Linked DNA regions of Zea mays: all the other regions are linked to region 4. The links are chromatin contacts, called in public Hi-C maps. All regions are on one chromosome and are shown on one strand. The core of a region is the stretch at or near the end of the contact, and the rest is flanking DNA. Distances in the headings are between cores, read along the strand shown. Region 1 holds the start of LOC100501429. Region 2 holds the start of LOC100274409. Region 3 holds the start of LOC100283504 (KNOX1 domain containing protein). Region 4 has its middle 21 kb from the start of LOC100217270.

The links. Hi-C and Micro-C count contacts between places; a contact is called where the count stands out from the background.
Region 1: a Hi-C map of ear shows a contact between it and region 4, with 4 times the contacts expected there. The contact joins the promoter of LOC100501429 here to the enhancer-like site in region 4. A contact is called at or near these places in 7 of 25 Hi-C or Micro-C datasets (ear, leaf and tassel).
Region 2: a contact with region 4 is called in a Hi-C map of tassel, with 2.6 times the contacts expected there. The contact joins the promoter of LOC100274409 here to the enhancer-like site in region 4. A contact is called at or near these places in 5 of 25 Hi-C or Micro-C datasets (ear, leaf, root tip and 1 more).
Region 3: a Hi-C map of ear shows a contact between it and region 4, with 5 times the contacts expected there. The contact joins the promoter of LOC100283504 here to the enhancer-like site in region 4. A contact is called at or near these places in 2 of 25 Hi-C or Micro-C datasets (ear and leaf).

Annotation. Positions count from the first base shown.
Region 1 is chr1:278,067,747-278,071,895 of Zm-B73-REFERENCE-NAM-5.0, forward strand. LOC100501429 reads left to right here and starts at 1,355. Exons shown (of 5, transcript XM_008667120.3): 1 at 1,355-1,643; 2 at 1,736-1,832; 3 at 2,027-2,115; 4 at 3,293-3,404; 5 at 3,647-4,149. The coding sequence starts at 1,497. The coding sequence ends at 3,837.
Region 2 is chr1:278,434,871-278,439,094 of Zm-B73-REFERENCE-NAM-5.0, forward strand. It overlaps LOC100274409, which reads left to right and starts at 1,981. Exons shown (of 1, transcript NM_001148768.1): 1 at 1,981-3,783. The coding sequence starts at 2,082. The coding sequence ends at 3,500.
Region 3 is chr1:278,132,322-278,137,001 of Zm-B73-REFERENCE-NAM-5.0, forward strand. LOC100283504 (KNOX1 domain containing protein) reads right to left here and starts at 1,849. Exons shown (of 5, transcript NM_001156404.2): 1 at 1,289-1,849; 2 at 1,033-1,158; 3 at 714-870. The coding sequence starts at 1,579.
Region 4 is chr1:278,266,926-278,271,533 of Zm-B73-REFERENCE-NAM-5.0, forward strand. No RefSeq gene overlaps it. Among protein-coding and RNA genes, the nearest start is that of LOC100217270, 21 kb to the right of the region's middle. Within about 2 kb of position 2,851, at least 19 of the 20 cell types and tissues checked have an H3K27ac peak or open chromatin away from gene starts, as enhancers often do. A contact at or near this core is called in ear, leaf, root tip and 1 more, where this site is marked.

The DNA of each region.
Region 1 (4,149 bases), core at 105-2,604, 200 kb before region 4:
GGTCTCTATACTTGACTAAACCCAGAGCTATAATAAGCACTCGGCTTCACTATAAGTCCCAAATTTTGCTTACAGATGAGTCGTTGGAGAGAGGAATTTAGAGCATCATAAGAAAAGACATGCTCTAGTCTCTGATTCTGTGCGTCTAAAAATCACCTTTTACATCTGTGCACTAAACCATTAATCAGGTATAGATCAAGTATAATTAAATTAAGCACTAGCCAAACTACCCTTATGCAATAATAAGCCATATGTATCAAGGAAGAAGGTAGTAAGACTAGGAAATCCTTAATGCATTTGAAATTTAGGACACATGCAACATGAATTATTAATGAATTTATTGTGTATAGGTACAAAGAAATCCCATCCTACACTGGTGAAATTATTGTGTATTGATCAAGCAATTAAAATTACATGAGAAAGAAAATACAGAAGATATGGAGGAAGACAATAATAATGAGCAATAATATTGTATCACTTTTTTATGAACTATGTAATTTTTATTTTTTATGTTTATTTTTTATCGAATTATGTATTTTTTCTTAATTATGTGATTAGATGATTTTTTCTAAATAAAATACCATGTTTCATTTTACATAACAATCTTTAAAATAAAAATTGAGATGACTTTAGGTTAACAATAAAGACTGTACATTTTAATAAATGAAGACCGACGATGATCGATAGTGTGGATGATAGTGACGTTTCAGATGGTAAAACAATAGCCAGGTGTATTGGATCCAGCCTAAGGCCTTGTTCGTTTCCGTCGGATTGCACCCGGAATCGTTCCAGCTAATCAAAATTTATATAAATTAGAGAAGCAATCCGGTCAGGAATCGTTCCGATCCACCAATCCGGCAGAAACGAACAAGGCCTAAGGGTTGTTCGGTTGCTCAGGAATGATGGCTTGGAACTATTCGTGACTGGATTGTTTACCTATTTTATATAAGATTTTATCCGGTGGAATAATTCTAGGTCCAATTCTGGACAACCGAACAGGCCCAAGCCGAGTTCATTTTTTTGGTCTGTCTTGGGTCAGATAGCGATAATATATGAACATATCGTATCACTCGTTACTTTATTTATTACATAGCTATTTTAATGGCGGGGCGGACGGTGAACTGGTGATATTGTTATATGGCTGTCATTTTTCCCCTACAAATCGTAGGTCAAGTGTCCAGAGATGAGAGATCAGTTACCTTCGCGATAGCTAAAGAAAGCAGAATGAATTTCTTCCTTTCGCAATGTATCCATGGCAACAAGTTTGGGCTAGATCTGAGACGAGACATTTGGTTTGGCCCGGTAAGTTAACTTTTCGGCCTAACTCAATCGACACCATTGTCCAAGCTAAAAGGCCCAACTTAATAGGCTGCCACTTGCCAGTAGAACCGTTTGCCTCTCGCCTGCATCCTAGTCCGGCGGCCGCACCCGGGCAGCTCCGGCGGTTCCCCGCCGCCGTCCTCCGTCTATCCCCGACTGCGCTAGAGCTCCGTCTCATGGGGGCGTCCGAATCTCTCCTATCTAGGCAGCAGCTTCAGCAGCCGCGGCCTCAGTGGGCGGATGAGATCACGACGGTGTCCGAGGGCCGGCGCGACGACGCCGACGCCGATCCCCTCGTCCGCCGTATCCGGTCTCTCACCATAGTAAGTCCTGAACTCTCGTCTCCTGATATCTCACTATAGTAAGGCCTGATATTAACGCTTCTGACTGGTGTTACGATGTTGAGGATTTGTAGGCTCCTCCGCTATTGAGCTCCCAATCTGAAGCGGAAGCAGAGAGCAGCCTCACGGATATCCTCGTCGGGAAGCCCTCTAACTCCTCAGCCACCTCTGGTGAGTGGCTGCCAGCCAGGACGCTATTTTGGTTAGTTTGTATGTTACTGTGCAGGCGAGATTTTACATAGTAGTGTTTGGGTATATAATTGACTAATTGGAAGCACGCTGTACTCGAAATAATTTGCATCAAGCATTGTTGCATTTCCATTATTGTTGTTGAAGCTTACAATGTCACGCTAATTTATTTGTAGGAAATCTGAACCCAAATGTCCTAGCTGAGCTTTTCGCCATGTACCGCGAATGGCAAGAAGAGAATGCCAAGAAAATTAGCCGAAAACAGGTAGGTGGGAATTGTTGTAAGAGTTCTCTCTTTCAGTTATTGCTTATTGAGGGGACTCAATCAGGATATGGCATTGTGGTTCGAGTCACTAGTTTAAGCCCTACAGTATGCTATCATATTGTTGTCAATATAAAGCACATCGCTTCATTTGTTTGCAGTTATTCTCTGTTGATATTTGACCTTGACAGCAAGGCGAATAATATAAATAAATCAGAGTCTCAGTTACCAAAGGCCTTTTGTTCTATGTGTTCTGTGCAACTGTGTTGCTTGTTATGTTTGTCATCATATAGACACGATACAAAATAAAAAGACAGACCCAGTACTGGAGCCTCTCATATAAGGCGTCTGGTGATAGGGTAAAGTGGTAAACTGAGGCAACCCTTCCCTCCACAAATGTGGAGAAGCTGCTTAGAAACCTGACCTGGTGACACAGTTCTCCCCGTTGCACTAGGCAGGCCTTCGTCACCATATAAACATGATCTTGTGAATTAATGTGAAACTGGTTTTTAGGCTGTTTCCAACCTGTGACCTGATGACTTAGTGAGACAGCGCTTACCATTGCGCTAGGCCTGCTCTTCACCACCATATAAACATGATCTTGTGAATTAATGTGAAACTGGTTTTTGTAGTAGTAAATATCAACTTGATGGGCAAAAAACAGTTGCTCTTTCAGTCTAGACATTGAATTCTGAGTTTACTTGCATGAATTCTCAAGGAGAAGATTTGATATTCACTTATATGAATAGTTGTCACTTTTTCTGAGTTTCCTTTTACTGCCTGTTTGGATCCCATGAATTGAAACAAATATCTAGAAAGTGCTTCTCATATTATTATTATTAGATTACTTTTGAATTCCTCTCAATTCCAGGGAACCAAACAGGGCATTAGTTTCATTGTTATAACCGATATTGGTCCTAGCATATTCATGTCATTGTTGAACTGCAGTGTTTATATTAGTTATGCAGCTCTGCATAAAGTATGAAGGAGAAATTAACTAATAAATTCTAAATGTTCGAGGTAAACATGCAAGCGGTATTTGGATGCTTACAGAACATGTCTCTACAATCTGACTTAGGAGACTTAACACTGCCACCGCAATAGCTTGGCAACTACTTCATTTTTGTTTGTTGTGGCTGGTTTATGATAAGCAGATCCAACATGGAACGTCTTGGTGCAGGAGGAGATAGAAAACAAGATAGAAACAGCTGATGCATTGGCAGTTAAACTTCTCCAGCGGTTCAATTATTGTCTTACTTACATGAGATCCACCTCCCACAATCTTGCTGAAGGTAATGATGTAATTTTATTTCGTAAGTAGGTCGTCATCTGTATATGTAAGGAAGCCATCCATCGCATTGTTAGGTATTTTGGCTCTAGTCTAATTGAGGCAAGCGAGCACAACTAGCGATGTCAGCTTGTGTTGCTATTACTACCTGTTCCGTGATAGCAGCTATTGATACCTGTTCCGTGGTTTAGAATATCACGGGAGTGCCCAAATTACATGCTGACATTCCCCCCTTCGATATTACAGTGCATCCGCTGCAGATCGAAGTTGGTGAGTCAAAGGGCAGGTTAACTGAAGTCATAAGCAACTGCGATGCATTGTGTAAGAGAATTGCTGCAGAAGGACCAGAAAGCCTACGATCATCTGTTCAACCTTTCATGGCTGCTAGAGCGGAGGCAGAAGGGAGTGGTTCACTTGACCCAAAACAAGAGTCCTGAATTGTACAATCTAACTGCTGACAGCATGCGCAAAGAAACTTCAGAGGATGATTAGTTTGTCCTGAACAAATATATTATATAAACACGTTTAGGAATTGTTCGGTTATTCTCAATACATATGGATTGGATGAGATTGGAAAAAATTAAGAAGAAGTTTGACTTGTTTGGGATTCAAACCTATCAAATCCCACTCAATTCACGTGGATTGAGAGCTAATCGAACAAGCCCTTATAATGTTGGAAAACATGTTTTAGTCTTAGAAACCGTCTACATTGACACTAGTATATCTATCACGTTAACCAACGTATCATT
Region 2 (4,224 bases), core at 731-3,230, 170 kb after region 4:
TGGCCACAAAGCTTAGTAATTATAATTCAGCTTCCATTTGGTCGCATATAGCTTGCTTCGCACTGCAATTTTGGGGTTTTAATAACTTGGTTATCTGACACATCCTTTTTAACACAATCAAGTTTGATTCCTACCACAATCGGTTTGAACTATAGCAATTTTACAGGAGCACTACCAGTTTAAGAACATCATTGGCCCAAGAGAAATGGAATCAACTTGATCTTTTTTTCTTATGTAAAATCAATCCAAAAGCAATACCAATTAATACTTATGCAATCTTAAAATCTAAAAATGATTTAACAAATTCTAGTGCAGTACGACATTTTTTCCTTTAATGGATTCCTTCGCTTGTAAACAACACATATTCATCAGTGAATAAGGCATCAGGAGAGGAGTAATAGACATTCCAAATGGGCATCACCACTAAGAGAGTCGAAACAAAACGAGAGGGCAATCCATGCTTTAGTAATTAGTCAATTATCATTGTCTCACTCTTACCTTTGTCTCACCAGCTGTTCTTTCGTCTCACGGAGTCGTTTCCTCATGACAGCCTCCTCATCAAGTACTGAAAAAACAGGAAAAAATCAAATCAAAATTAGCACGGTCTACCCCAATACTATTACAACTGTTTAATCCCTGAAGCATAATAAGAACAGTAAGGAAGCAAATAAGGAATAGGAATAGAGGGAGGGGAGCCATGGGGAGAGACATCCATCACGAGAGTACAAACATGCGCTTCTTTTATAACACATTTTTTTTCTACTCTTTTTTTCTGTAAAAATAAACTATTTTTTAAAAAATGCATATATATATTTTAATTTATGTGTTTCCTTAGTTTTCATATTTTTTCGAAAGTACAAGCAAACACGTTAATCAAACGCAACGTAGTTAGATATTTTCAAACGTTTAACTAAATATCTCTCTGAACCGGTGTATAGAGTGTATGGTCCTGCCCATGCTCTCCAACATTGTGCTCCATCTTCTCCCCTCATGTCTAGTGACCTCCCTCCTTGCTCTATATATGGAGTGATTTCCCTCTCCCCCATTCTTTAATTAGTTTGTTTCTCTTATATTATGGTAGTACAAATAGTTCATAATTTTGTAAAACTAAAAAACTGATAAGAAAATGTTAAATAACTGAATTATAATATATAAAAGAGCTGTATAGCGTGAATGATTGAAATGTCTTGTATATGTGGAGAGTATCTATGATGTAGTAAAATATAGTAGAAACTACATTTAGGGCCCCTTTGGTAGGGCTTATTTTTCAGCTTCGGCTCTGGCTCATGCAAAAGTTGTGCCAAACACCTCTTTTTCAAATGGCTTCACCAGTGAAGTGCTTTTCCAAAATGAACTAGAGGGCATGAGCCAAAAAAGTGGCTCACCCGGCTTCAGCTCACGTCATTTTTGCACAATAGCCCTTCCACCAGTCCAAAATATTTTTTTTTGGGTCCTGCCCTCAATCCTTAGCCACGTACAGGAGAGATAAACTATACAAGGGTCTTTCTGAAAAACAACCTATAAGCCGTTTTGCCAAATAATTTTTCAGAATGGCTTTGGCTCATCTAAAGAAGTGGTTTCACCTCGTGAGCCAGAGCCAAAACCGTTTTTAGAGAAGCCAGAGCCCTGCCAAAGAGACCCTTACATGGCCTTACGCATGGCAATTGCACCGTCTGAACGGAGAACGCGAGAACGCGAGTGTAGATTCGCACGTGAAAATACACAAAACGGCATCGGCAGCCTGCCAGTGTGGGCCTTCGCTCCGCGGATCGGCAGTTGCCAAAAATTTGGGAGTGGAAACGAAAAACCCGCCCGCTCGCCTCTCCCGCTCGGAGGTGGCTAAAAATTCGCGAGGGGTGTTTAAAAAATAAACGGGAGGGAAGCCCAAAAGACGCCGCGGCCGGGCGGATACCAAAAATTTCGCTGCCGCCTTCTCGTCTTCCTTAAAACCGCTGCTCTTCAACATCAATTTCGCCGCCGCGGCATCGCGCCTGATTGTTCTACTACCCCGCCGCGCCTTGGCATTGCGCCTGAATCCTGATTCGATTTTCTGCTACCCCGTCGCGCCACCGCATCTCGCCATGGTGTCCTCCTGCATCGTCCGCCGCAAGCGCTCCCGGTCGCCGACACACTGTTTCGACTCCGGGAGCCGCACGCGCCCACGCCCCTCGCCGTCCTCCCCCGACGTCGGCCGCAAGCGTTCCCGGTCGCCGCCGCACTGTTCTGACCGCGAGGGCCGCAAGTGCACGCGCCCCTCAGCGTCCCCCTACGGCGGCCCCAACCGCTCCCTGTCTACATCGTGCGGTTTCGACTCCGCGCGGTTTGAGCGCGCGCGCCTGACGACGGGAGATGGCAAAGTCGCGGCGGTGGCATCGCTCTCCGACGATATGCTCCTGGAGGTCTTCAAGCGGCTGCCGCCCCCGCGCGACGTCATCCGCTGCGCCGCGGTGTGCCGCCGCTGGCGCCGCGTCATCTCCGGCGCTGGAGCGGCATGTCTTCCCAGGCCGCCTAGCCATTTCGGTTTCTTCCGCAACTACGGTCCATCGCCGCTGCCCCCGTTCGTGCGCACCGCGGGCCTCTCCCTTGACATCAGTTTCCTCCCGGTGCCGCCCGCGTGCGGCGCGGTCCTCGTCGACTCCCGCAACGGCCGACTACTCTTGCGGGAACTCGGCCCTGGCTACCCTCGCGAACTCAGGCTCCTCGTCTGCAGCCCGCTGGAGAAGGCGTACGTTCGGGTGCCGCCTCTGTGCATAGCGGAGCACATGGTGGCGTGTAGCGTGCTCGTCCCGGGGGAAGGCGATGCATTCCGCGTGGTGGTTGTCCTCTTCGGCAACGACCCGAAACACTTCAGTGTTCTCGTCTACTTTTCGATATCTTCCGCTTGGGAGTCTGCCACTGGGCCGGTTCATCGGAATCTGGTCCCTCGTCAAGGCCCATCAGTCGTCGTCGGAGATGTCATGTACAAGCTGCAGAGCGAAGAGAAGTACATCATGGTTGTCGACGCGGTCCAGATGACTCTGTCGGCGGTGCCCCTTCCTGATGCCAGAACGCTCCTCTACGCTGGTAACCACTGGATTGGCAGGACACCGGACGGCCGGCTTTGTTTCTTCGTGATCAGGGAGCAGCTTACTCTCGCCACCTGGGTTCTCCAAGCACCTGGGAAGTGGGTGGAGCAGCAACCCGTGGACCTGCGCACGCTGATGCACCCGGCGTTTATGGGTGATCTCGCCCACATGAAGCTCTCGGCGAAGATGTCGGACCAGCTCCGTGGCTTCAAACTTGTGAGCTTCGCAGCGTTCTGTGAGGGTACATGCACGCTGTTCTTTGTCATGGCAGATTGGGTTGTGATGCTCGACCCTAGGACGAGGAGACTGCTGAGGCTGTGGCGCAACAGTGATGAGTCGCGGCCATTGGGTGATGTATACCCGTGTGAGATGCTGCAGTGGCCGCCAGTGCTTAAGAACTTTGGCGGGTCTGAATCAGATGAGGCGGGTATTTAAAATACGACTTGGCGGCGTAGTGTTTGTGGTGATTTGACTAGAAAAGTTGTGTGCCACGCTATATGGCCGCTTATTGTCATGAATCCATGTATGTGAACTGAATTCAATTGGGAAAACACGGATTTGAATGAATTCCAATTCAATGTATTTTTCCATATAGTTTTCTTGTTCGGACAGTTTTTTCATTTGTTTATTGTAAATCTTTGAAGATGGCACACTATTATAGCCCTATTTAGCTTTGTTGTCCAAATTTAGGAATAATATCTCCAATATTTCAAATTTCAATCAAGCTTGTCTGCTAGAGTCATAAGACATGGAGCATGATGAAGTGTATCTTGGGTTTTCTGAACTTTGTTGATGTTGGCTTCTAAGCTGACTCCAATTAATCATATATCCATGAAGTCAACTGAAATTTGCTGGTTAGCTTGACATTCATACCCCTTTTCATGACTGCTTCCTAGCTAGTTCGTTGTTTTTTACTCTAATGAATTTTATGCTTGACAGATCTGTCATAGCATTTCGTTGAATGAAAACTTTGCATCGTGATGAGTTGGTCAGGTTTTGAACCTGAACTTCTTATACTCTGCTTTTCAATTGTTAAAGTGTTACTTTAAGTTATGTGAAAATTTACAGGACTTGGTCAATATCAGAAAGAGTTGGTCAGGTTCTGAACTTCTTATACTCAGTTCAAGTTATGTGAAAATGTACAGGAATTTAAAATTAT
Region 3 (4,680 bases), core at 599-3,098, 140 kb before region 4:
TTTACTGTTAGTATAACAGTACTTACTATACATCATAAATATTATTTTTTATATATAATGAACCATAAGATTACTTACCTTTTAAAAAAACGAGATTTTCATTCTGAGTAGAAATAATAGTACTGCACAGTAACAGATTGGTAGGAGTAAATAGAAAATACTACTTCCGACCTGAGAAGAATACCATTATTCAGCTTTGGGACTACTATATCATCTTATATCTTTAAATAAATTTATAATAAAAATATATTTCATTATTCACAAAAACCATCTATTTTGGCTAAATTTAAGATTTATGGACTCTAAAAACGAGAATGTTTTTTTTACTGAGGTAGCACTCCATGATGGTGTCACATAGACCTAGGCAGCAGATTAACATGTGCTCCATTCCGATCGTTACGACGGGAGCGTCATGACTTGAGAAACGTATAACGTTGCTTATGTTAGTATATACTTCGTGCTAGGAGCATTGCTTTGTTAGCAATATGAAAAAAGAACATTTTGTGCTTGTTGCTGCCTAGCTAGGCAACGACACTGACAGTGTATTCGCTTCCATGGAAAGAAAAGAAAATTCTGTTAATCTATGCTATCCGCTACTGTGGCGACTGGCGACTACTTCACCGATATGATGAGGTAGTAAAACTGATATAGACTTAACCGGTGAATGGTTGATGGATTATAGACCGTTAATGAGTAAGCTGAAGGTTAGTCACCTGCAGCTGCAGCTGAAGAGATGAAAGCTCCCATGGTTGGCCCGGTGTTGGTAATGGAGTTGAGCTGCGCCTCCACTGTCGTCAGGAACTCCTCCGCCTCCCGGAGCGGCCGGGTCAGCTCCTCCTTCCACGTCACAAGCAGCTCGCAGTAGGACTCCTGGTCACAACAAAAACTTTCACACATGACAAAGGCCAAACATGTGTTTAACCGAATAACACCAATAGATATGAGGCCATATATATGCGTGATCATCCCAGGGATGAGAGGCTGCAGGGTGTGTCATGTGCAAGCATGCATGTGTTTCGTACGGTACTCCACCATGAACTGGTCGAGCTCCGGGTCCGGCCTTGTGTGCGCGACGTCGCCCGCGGCTGCACGCTGCCACGCCTCGCGCTCCCGCGCCACCGCCGCGATCTCCTCGGCCGCTTCCGGCGGGCAGCCGACCTGAGTAAGGTGAGCACATGCGACAGGGATATATGAACACATGTAATCTAGGAAGGATAGCAGCAACAGGAACGAACACGTGCGCGCGCGCGCGCGCTAAAGTTGAAGGGTCGTCGATCGGCGCGCGTGCCTTGTGGCAGTCCAAGAAGGCGGCGAGCAGGCGGTGGTAGCTAGGGTGGGAGACGATCTTGGCCTTGACGGGGTCTAGATCAGCAGCGCGGCCGCCATGGCCAGCGACGCTAGACGCATGCATCATTGGTGCAACACCTTGACCTCGGGCTTCACGGCCGGTAGCAGCTGAGCTTGGGACGGTGTAGACTTGCACCGAGACCTTGGAAGAGGACGCCAATGATGGCGCCGCGGGCCGCCAGGCAGCAGCACCCGGGTGGCCGTGGCCTCCAAGATCCGAGAGATCCTCCATCGCCAGTAATTAGTAGCTATAGATTTCGTGATCCGAGTAACGAAGACGGGAGAGGAGAAGAAAAGGACCAGTAGCTAGCTAGGGCTAAGCACGAGAGATTTGTTTGCTTCGGCTTTGAGATCTTTTTGCAGTACTACAGTACAGTATAGTAAAGTGGAATTTCGGGATAAATAAAAGGAGAGGAACAGGAAGAGTGGAGACGAAAAGGAGGTCCACACCGTGGCTGTGAGATTCGACTGGCTGTGGCACAGAGATGAGATGAGATCGCATAGAGCTAGAGAGAAGTATAGGGTAGGGGGGTGAAGTAGGAAAAGAAAGGAGAGGCGAGGTCTGGTGGCCGTCATGTCCGACGTCAAATCGGGCAAAAAGCCGGAGAGAGACTAGCGTGAGTTTCACCGGCTAGTGCTTCAGGCTTCACTGCTTCCATGGCGAAATGTGTACTGCCTTGCGCGTGCTGTCGACCTGGAGCACCAGTGGGTGTGATTGCTACGTTTTGGACGTGCTGACAGCGCAACGGCCAGTTTGCACCTTCAAAATGATTATTTGCCGCACAGACGCAGGTCTTTTTCTACTCCATCTCTAGTAGGCAACTATAATTAACATTATTTATATCTCCTAGTATATTTGTTAAAGAAATACAGTGCATAAAAATATTGATTTACTCCCCCCCTCTCTTTTTATCTAGCATTCTTATTTTCCGACATATGCATTTAACTTTAATGTATGTAAAAGAAAACATTTTATATTTATATTATATAATAGATAGATCAATGAATCTATATTTATAATGATTTATTTGGAGAATAAATATTACTAATTTTTTTAATAAACTTAGTCAAAATTAGAAGATGAATTCTATGCCGATATTTAAATAAGGCCAGAGGGATTACGTATTATAAATTGTATACATATATTTAAAAATAATAATTTAACTCCTTAGAAAAGTAGAAATATAATTATTTTGGAATCAAGAAAGTACATGTTTTATTGTTTTGAAGGATGTAAAAGTCGTCGTCGTGGCGCCAAGTGACGTGACAGAGACTTTATCGAGTGTTTGATGGTCTGACACTTGGTAAAGAAGGCTCCAGTGGGCCTCTTTGCAAGTCCCTTTGTCGAGAGCTGCAAAAAGCACTCGGCAAATAAGCCCCCTTTGTCGAGTGTCTGTTGGACTGACACTCGGCAAAGAAGGCTCTAGTAGGTCTCTTTTTCAATCCCTTTGCCGAGTGCTTGTGGAGGCACTCTGTAAAGAGAGCTTCTTTGCTGAGTGTCAACAATATAGCACTTAGCAGAGAAGTTTTACTGGTTTCTAGGTGTGCCTTCTTTGTCGAGTGTTATGGTCATGACACTCAACAAAAAAAAAACTCTTTGCCGAGCGTACCACTCGGCAAAGTGACCAGAAAACCTCTTTTTTATTTATTTTTATTATTCCATCCAAACAAACAAAAGATATGTATCATTGACATCACATATATCACAGAATCAATACATGTATCAACAACACCATATATCTCATAAATATCACCACATCAAACAAGTTTCACAAACATACGTCTCACCAAGTGTCTCACAACATCAAGTATTACAACATCAACAAGTTTAACGAACACACATATCACCAACACTAACAAACATAAGTCTCAATCATCACTAAGAGATCATCAACGAGGTGGTCGGCTGGACTGGTTCGACGAAGTGTTGGGTGAAGCGTGAGGGTTGTCCAATGCCACCGATTGTCTCTGCCCAAAGAAGAGATTGCATGTGTGAGACCAGATGAATATATATCACGCGGGACTAAAATTTTGATACTCACAGGAGTATGGAACTGAGCAAGGTCAGTTGTAGGGAACAACGGAGGTGGTAGAGCAAGACCCTGTGCGGCGCCAAGGCTCTGCATGTACTGTAACATCTTCGCAATCCTCTACTGATCCGCAAGTGAGTCTCCCGCTCTGCCCTCATCCTCGCCTCAATCTCCATATGTTTCCTACTCCCTTCTTCTAGCCAGACATGTAATATTTCACCCTAATGTTATAATAATGCAAAGAGAAGGTATATATAACTCAATGAATGACGAGGCATAGAAGCACTAACATGGAGTTCCTGGATGCGATGGTGTGAGCTATCCTATCGAGGTCGTATGGCTAGGCTCACGCTCATCCTCCTTGCTCGCACCTGAGACAGAGTGGGAGTGGAGGACGAGTCGATCGCCTCGTCCGCAATCCAATACCACCCATGCATCTTTCCTCCTCCGACCCTCTTCAGGATATCTCCATCGATGTCCTCGGTCCTCGGATCATAATCTGGCCCACGGACCTCCTTTGCCATGGCAGTGTACTCAATGAGGTGATTGTGGATGGCGGGGTTGTTGTACGCCTCGAGCCCATCCTTCGGGTTGTAGGTGACGTCGGATGTCGCCTTGCCCTTGTGGGCCATTGCATATGCCGAGAAAGTGGAGCAAGGCTGGCAACCTTGTACCATCGACTGCGAGAAAACTAACGAGATGGTTAGAAATCATGCGTAATCGAAAGTTGGACTTGATAGTCGCCAAGAAGGGGGTGATTAGTGAAATCTGAAAATTATAAACTTTGAACACGCACTATGTTCGGGGTTAGCGTTAGAATTAAATTGGAGTGCGGAAGATAGTTCTCCTTGCTTAGAGTTGCTCAATCAATGTGGGTAACTTTGGGAGCCAACTCAAATCAATGTGAGCAAGGGAACTTTTAGAGAGAGGAAAGAGGGGAAACAAATCAAGTGAAAATCAACAAGTGAGCACGGTGATTTGTTTACCGAGGTTCGGTTCTAAAGAACCTAGTCCTCGTTGAGGAGGCCGCAAAGACCGGGTCTATTCTAACCCTTTCCCTCTCTTAATCGGTCACACAGACCGGTCGAGGCTTCTCCTTAATCACTTGGGTCACTGAGACCCGCAAGGATCACCACACACTTAGGTGTATCTTTCTAGCTTTACAAAGCATTTAGAGAATAAGAATGAGAAGGAGAAAGCAATCCAAGCAACAAGAGCAACAAAAGAACACAAATGATCCTCTTACAAGTCTCTAAGCAATAGAGTCGATTTTGGAGCCTGGAGTGGATTGAATGCTTTGATT
Region 4 (4,608 bases), core at 1,601-4,100:
CTAAGTGGTTGAGTTGATTTTGGGACTTGGAGAGGATTTGATCTTTGGAATTGTGTCTTGAAGTGAATGTTATTGCTCTTGTATTGAATGAGAACTTCAGAAAACTTGGATGGCTTTGAATGAGGTGGTTGGGGGGTATTTATAGCCCCCAACCACTTCCTAGTCGTTGGTTGTTTCTGCTGGCGATGGGCACACTGGACAGTCCGATGGCGCACCGGACAGTCACTGTTCACTGTCCGGTGCGCGCCATGTCAGCGCGTCTGTTGGGTTTGGAGCTGTTGACCGTTGTAACTCTTTGTCTTTTTGATGCACCAAACAGTCCGGTGACCTCTGACTTTGCTGCTCTGACTTATGCGCGACACTGTTCATCATTGTACACTCCTGCAGTCGACCGTTGGCGCGCAGGAAGTCGTTGCTCCGTTGGCTCACCGGACAGTCCGGTGAATTATAGCGGAGCGCGCCTGGCGAATTCCCGAGAGTGGCTGGTTCGTTCGTGCCTGGGTTTGGTGCACCGGAGAGTGTCCGGTGCGCCAATTGACAGCACACTCTCTTATCTTGCTCCAAATTTCATTGTGCCCCCAACTGAATTTCTTTCTTGGTTTATGTTGAACCTTATGCACCTGAGATAAATGATATTTAGATAAACTAGTTAGTCTAAGTGGTTTGTGTTGGACGTCAACCACCAAAATAGATTATAGGAAATGTTTAGGTGTATTTCCCTTTCAGTGAGTGAGGAGCAAATTGAATTGATTGTCAAACTGAACAAAATGTAACAGGCAAAGTCCCCTATCTAGCGTGTCAACTGTCGTGGCTTCATTCTTATGACAAGTAAATTTGTATGTCAGAGAAGGTTTTGTGGGCTACTGTTCCAATGTTTTTGCTCTTGCGAGCTTATAGAGGGAGAAAGAGAGAGAGTTTAGATTGGTTAAGGAAGTCCCTTACGTCCAGCGGTCTTTCTTGATAATTGAATGTGTTACAAGACGAAGCATACTTGTGTGAAAAGAATATAACAGGTTCTAGTCGGCTTAGGATAGGAGTTCAGGTGTCTCTATTAATTAGTGGGGTCTGTTTCCTTTTTTTTATTTTATGTAGCGTTCGTTTCGCAACATATCTAAAATTGTCGACCTATTGTGTCCATGTGTGTGTACATCTTTTCACCTTCGCTTTCATCATTCACCAACTAGATTCGTAATCGTCGACACTATACAGTTGATAGATATACTGCCTACGTTCTCTCTCATGCTACACGTTATGAGCCACGTGGTTATACCAATCAAGAAAACCATCCCTCGTTTCTACCTTTCTTGATTTGTGACGGGCTAGGGCTATATTATGCGCATACGGGATTTGCTGCAAGTTTGGTCACGCAATTCGCTTAGGTGTAATGAGGGCCAGGCTGGAGTTGCATTGGGCTGAAATGAACCACCATTCGGCCCGGCTCGACCCAGCCTCAGCATTTAGAGACTCTCTAAAGTTGAAGTTTGGCAAATGCTTGGGGGCCTGCTACATCGGCCTAGCCCGCCCTGCGACGGGCAAGCACCTGGGCCAGGAATAGAAGCGCCTATACCATCTGGGCTGCAAGAAAAGGGACAGTTGATCACTTTGGTGGTATTGGCCCAATTCAACATGGCGACATAGCAGGTGTCCGAACTGTCGGCTCCAGTCGCATTCAGGCAAAAGCTCGGGGTGGGCGGGTGGCCAAGTCGGCATACCCATCCACCCATCGCAAACAGAGTTGCCATGCTAACCCCATGCCGGCCCCATACAGTGCCTAGCGCTCGCATTAAGCCCGCAGGTCAGCCGACCCAGTCTTCCGATCGATGGGGGCGTTCATCGGTGATCGGTACATGTAGAGAGGCCTGCTGCTGGCCGGCGGGTCGGTGGCCTCTAGCGCGTGTCCAACTCGTTGCATACATGCATGGGCAGCATGGAGGCCATGCGTGCATGCATGCATCTCCTCTCCCTGTTGGACCCAGGTGGCGCACATTTACGCGTAGCAGCATGCATGTCTCGACAACGACGACGACGACGCCGTCGCCGGCGGCAGGCAGACGTGTGACGGGTTCGGGAGCGTCGTATAAGGTCGGTTCGCCACTGCTGCTTGTCCGCACTCGATCGACCGAGAGAAGTGGTGTGGTGTGGTGTGGCGGCGACCAACCTCTCCCCTCCCTCCTCGTCAAAGCAGATCGAGGGCGACGACCAACAAGCAACGCGAAATTAACCTGTGTGTGTGCGCGCGCGCGATCGAGCGCCGTGCCTAAAGCGCGCTCCACGGATGGGTGCGCCCGGAGCTAGCGGAGAACGACGTGCATCCGAAAGAGAGAGAGACCGCACGACATGGGGGGCCACGCAAAGTCCTCGGCTTGCGGCGGCCGGTCGGCCGTCCCCTGCCCCAGTGTCCCGGCCCGGCCGAGCCGCCGACCACGCACGCGGCGCGCGAGGGGAAGGAAACCGATAGGTCGGACCGGGCGGCCGGAGTGCCGGGCGGTAGATTTGGCGATCGTCGCATCAGTACGTCACATGGAGGCTGCGCTCGCTGTCGCTGGTCGTTACGTACTCGTCACCGTCCCGTCCCGTCCCGTCGCGTCGAGCCGAGCGCTGTGCCAAGCCAATGCAAGTCGCGGCCAGGATACTCCTACTACTGTGCCAAGCCAATGCGAAGTGCGGCCGACGGCCCCCCGGATGCGTGGCAAGGCAGCACGTGCTTGTCCGGCGCCGTGCCCTCTGAGTTCTGACCGCGGCGTGTGTGCCTGTACGTCCGAGGGCAAGCATGCAGGGACAGTCTGCCGAATCAAGGCTGACCACCACTGGGGCGGGCGATCCTCTTGGGGAATCCCGGAAGATCTCGGACGGGCCGTGCGTAACGGCGTACACACGCTGTCCACAGGGCCGCCGGCAGGGCGGGGCCGCCTGCGGCTACGCTGTCTGCCGTGCTGTCGCCGCTGCATGGAAGATAAAGACACGCTCCTCAGATTTTTCTGTGCAAAAAGGATGACGACGAGGAGCAGCAGTAGATTTTTTTTTTAACATAGTATGTGTCTAGTGTCTAGGTAGGTGGCTTTTTTATCCAAATATGTATTTAGGTTAACTCCTTTCGCATATACTATCTCCCTTCTCGAATATTTATCGATCACTAATTCATTTTTAAACTAAAATACGATAAATAAAAAACAGAGGACGTAGTTAATAGAATTTTAATAGGTTACATTATAGATTAATTTTGTAACAAGCGAGATATCAGTTTAGGAGTCCTGGTTATACGATTTTGTTATATAAAGGGTTGGATTCTGTGTATAAACACAAAGATGTTGGTGCCATAAAAGGGGCAACGCTAGCTTTGGGGCATCTCTAGTTTTGACATGGTAATCAAAGCCGCTAATTAGACTTAAAAATACAGTCGCCACAATTCCATGCGTATCTCCCCCATCCACAAATTTTTGCAGCCAATTATATCATTGCCGAGAAGCTCAAGCAATACGAACAATAGCCGATAGAAGGCATAGGTTTTGGCCATGGCGCAATGACCATTCCTACAAGGCCATCTCATCAAAACATCACCAACGCCACAAGCTATGCTAAAACGATACAACAGGATGATAAGAAAGTCATCAACGCTAACTCTGCCCATGAAAAGTAGAATGCAATATATCAACAAGTGCTTACATACCTTCTCTCATCCATGACAAAGGATGTCATGACAAAACATGGACACGGCATGGCGCCCCCCTGAAAGGGAAATGTGCCTTTGGGCCATTTCTAAGTATTTTGGTGATTGAGTGCAAACACAAGTGCTTAAATGTGAAAATGTGCCCATGGTTGAACAAAGTGCAAATCACAAGTAAAGGTATGTTTCTAAGCCTTAGTACATTGGTTTTGTGTACTAATATCTTGTCTAAGTGTTAGAAACAGGAAGAAGCAGAAAAGAAAAGAAGTGGAAGAGTGGCTGTGTACAGCCAAAGGCTGTTTCGGGCTGGGGCACCGGACTGTCCGGTGTGCACCGGACAGTGTCCGGTGCGCCAGACCAGCGCGGGGCAAACCAGCCGCTCTCGGGTTTTTCTCCGGCGACTTCGGCTAAAATTCACCGGACTGTCCGGTGTGCACCGGACTGTCCGGTGAGCCAACGGTCGGCCGGGCCAACGGTCGGCCGCGCGATCGGCGCGTGACACGTGGCCGAGCCAACGGTCGGAAGGAAGCACCGGACTGTCCGGTGTGCACCGGACTGTCCGGTGCGCCAGATCTGCAACGGTCGGCAACGGTCGGCTTCGCTTTTTATGGAAACAAATCGGGCACCGGACAGTGTCCGGTGTGCACCGGACTGTCCGGTGCGCCCGACGACAGAAGGCAAGGATAGCCTTCCAGATGTGTTCTCAACGGCTCCTAGCTGCCTTGGGGCTATAAAAGGGACCCCTAGGCGCATGGAGGAGTACACCAAGCATTCCTTGAACACTCTTGATCACTCACACATCAATCTTGCGCACTTGTTCGACATTCTAGTGATTTGAGCTCCGTTCTAGTGTGCTAGTCTCTTGAGCTCAAGTCTGGGTCTTGTGTGTGCGTATTCGCTGTGATCTTTGTGTTGTGTGTGAGTTGCTAATCCCTCCTTTGCTC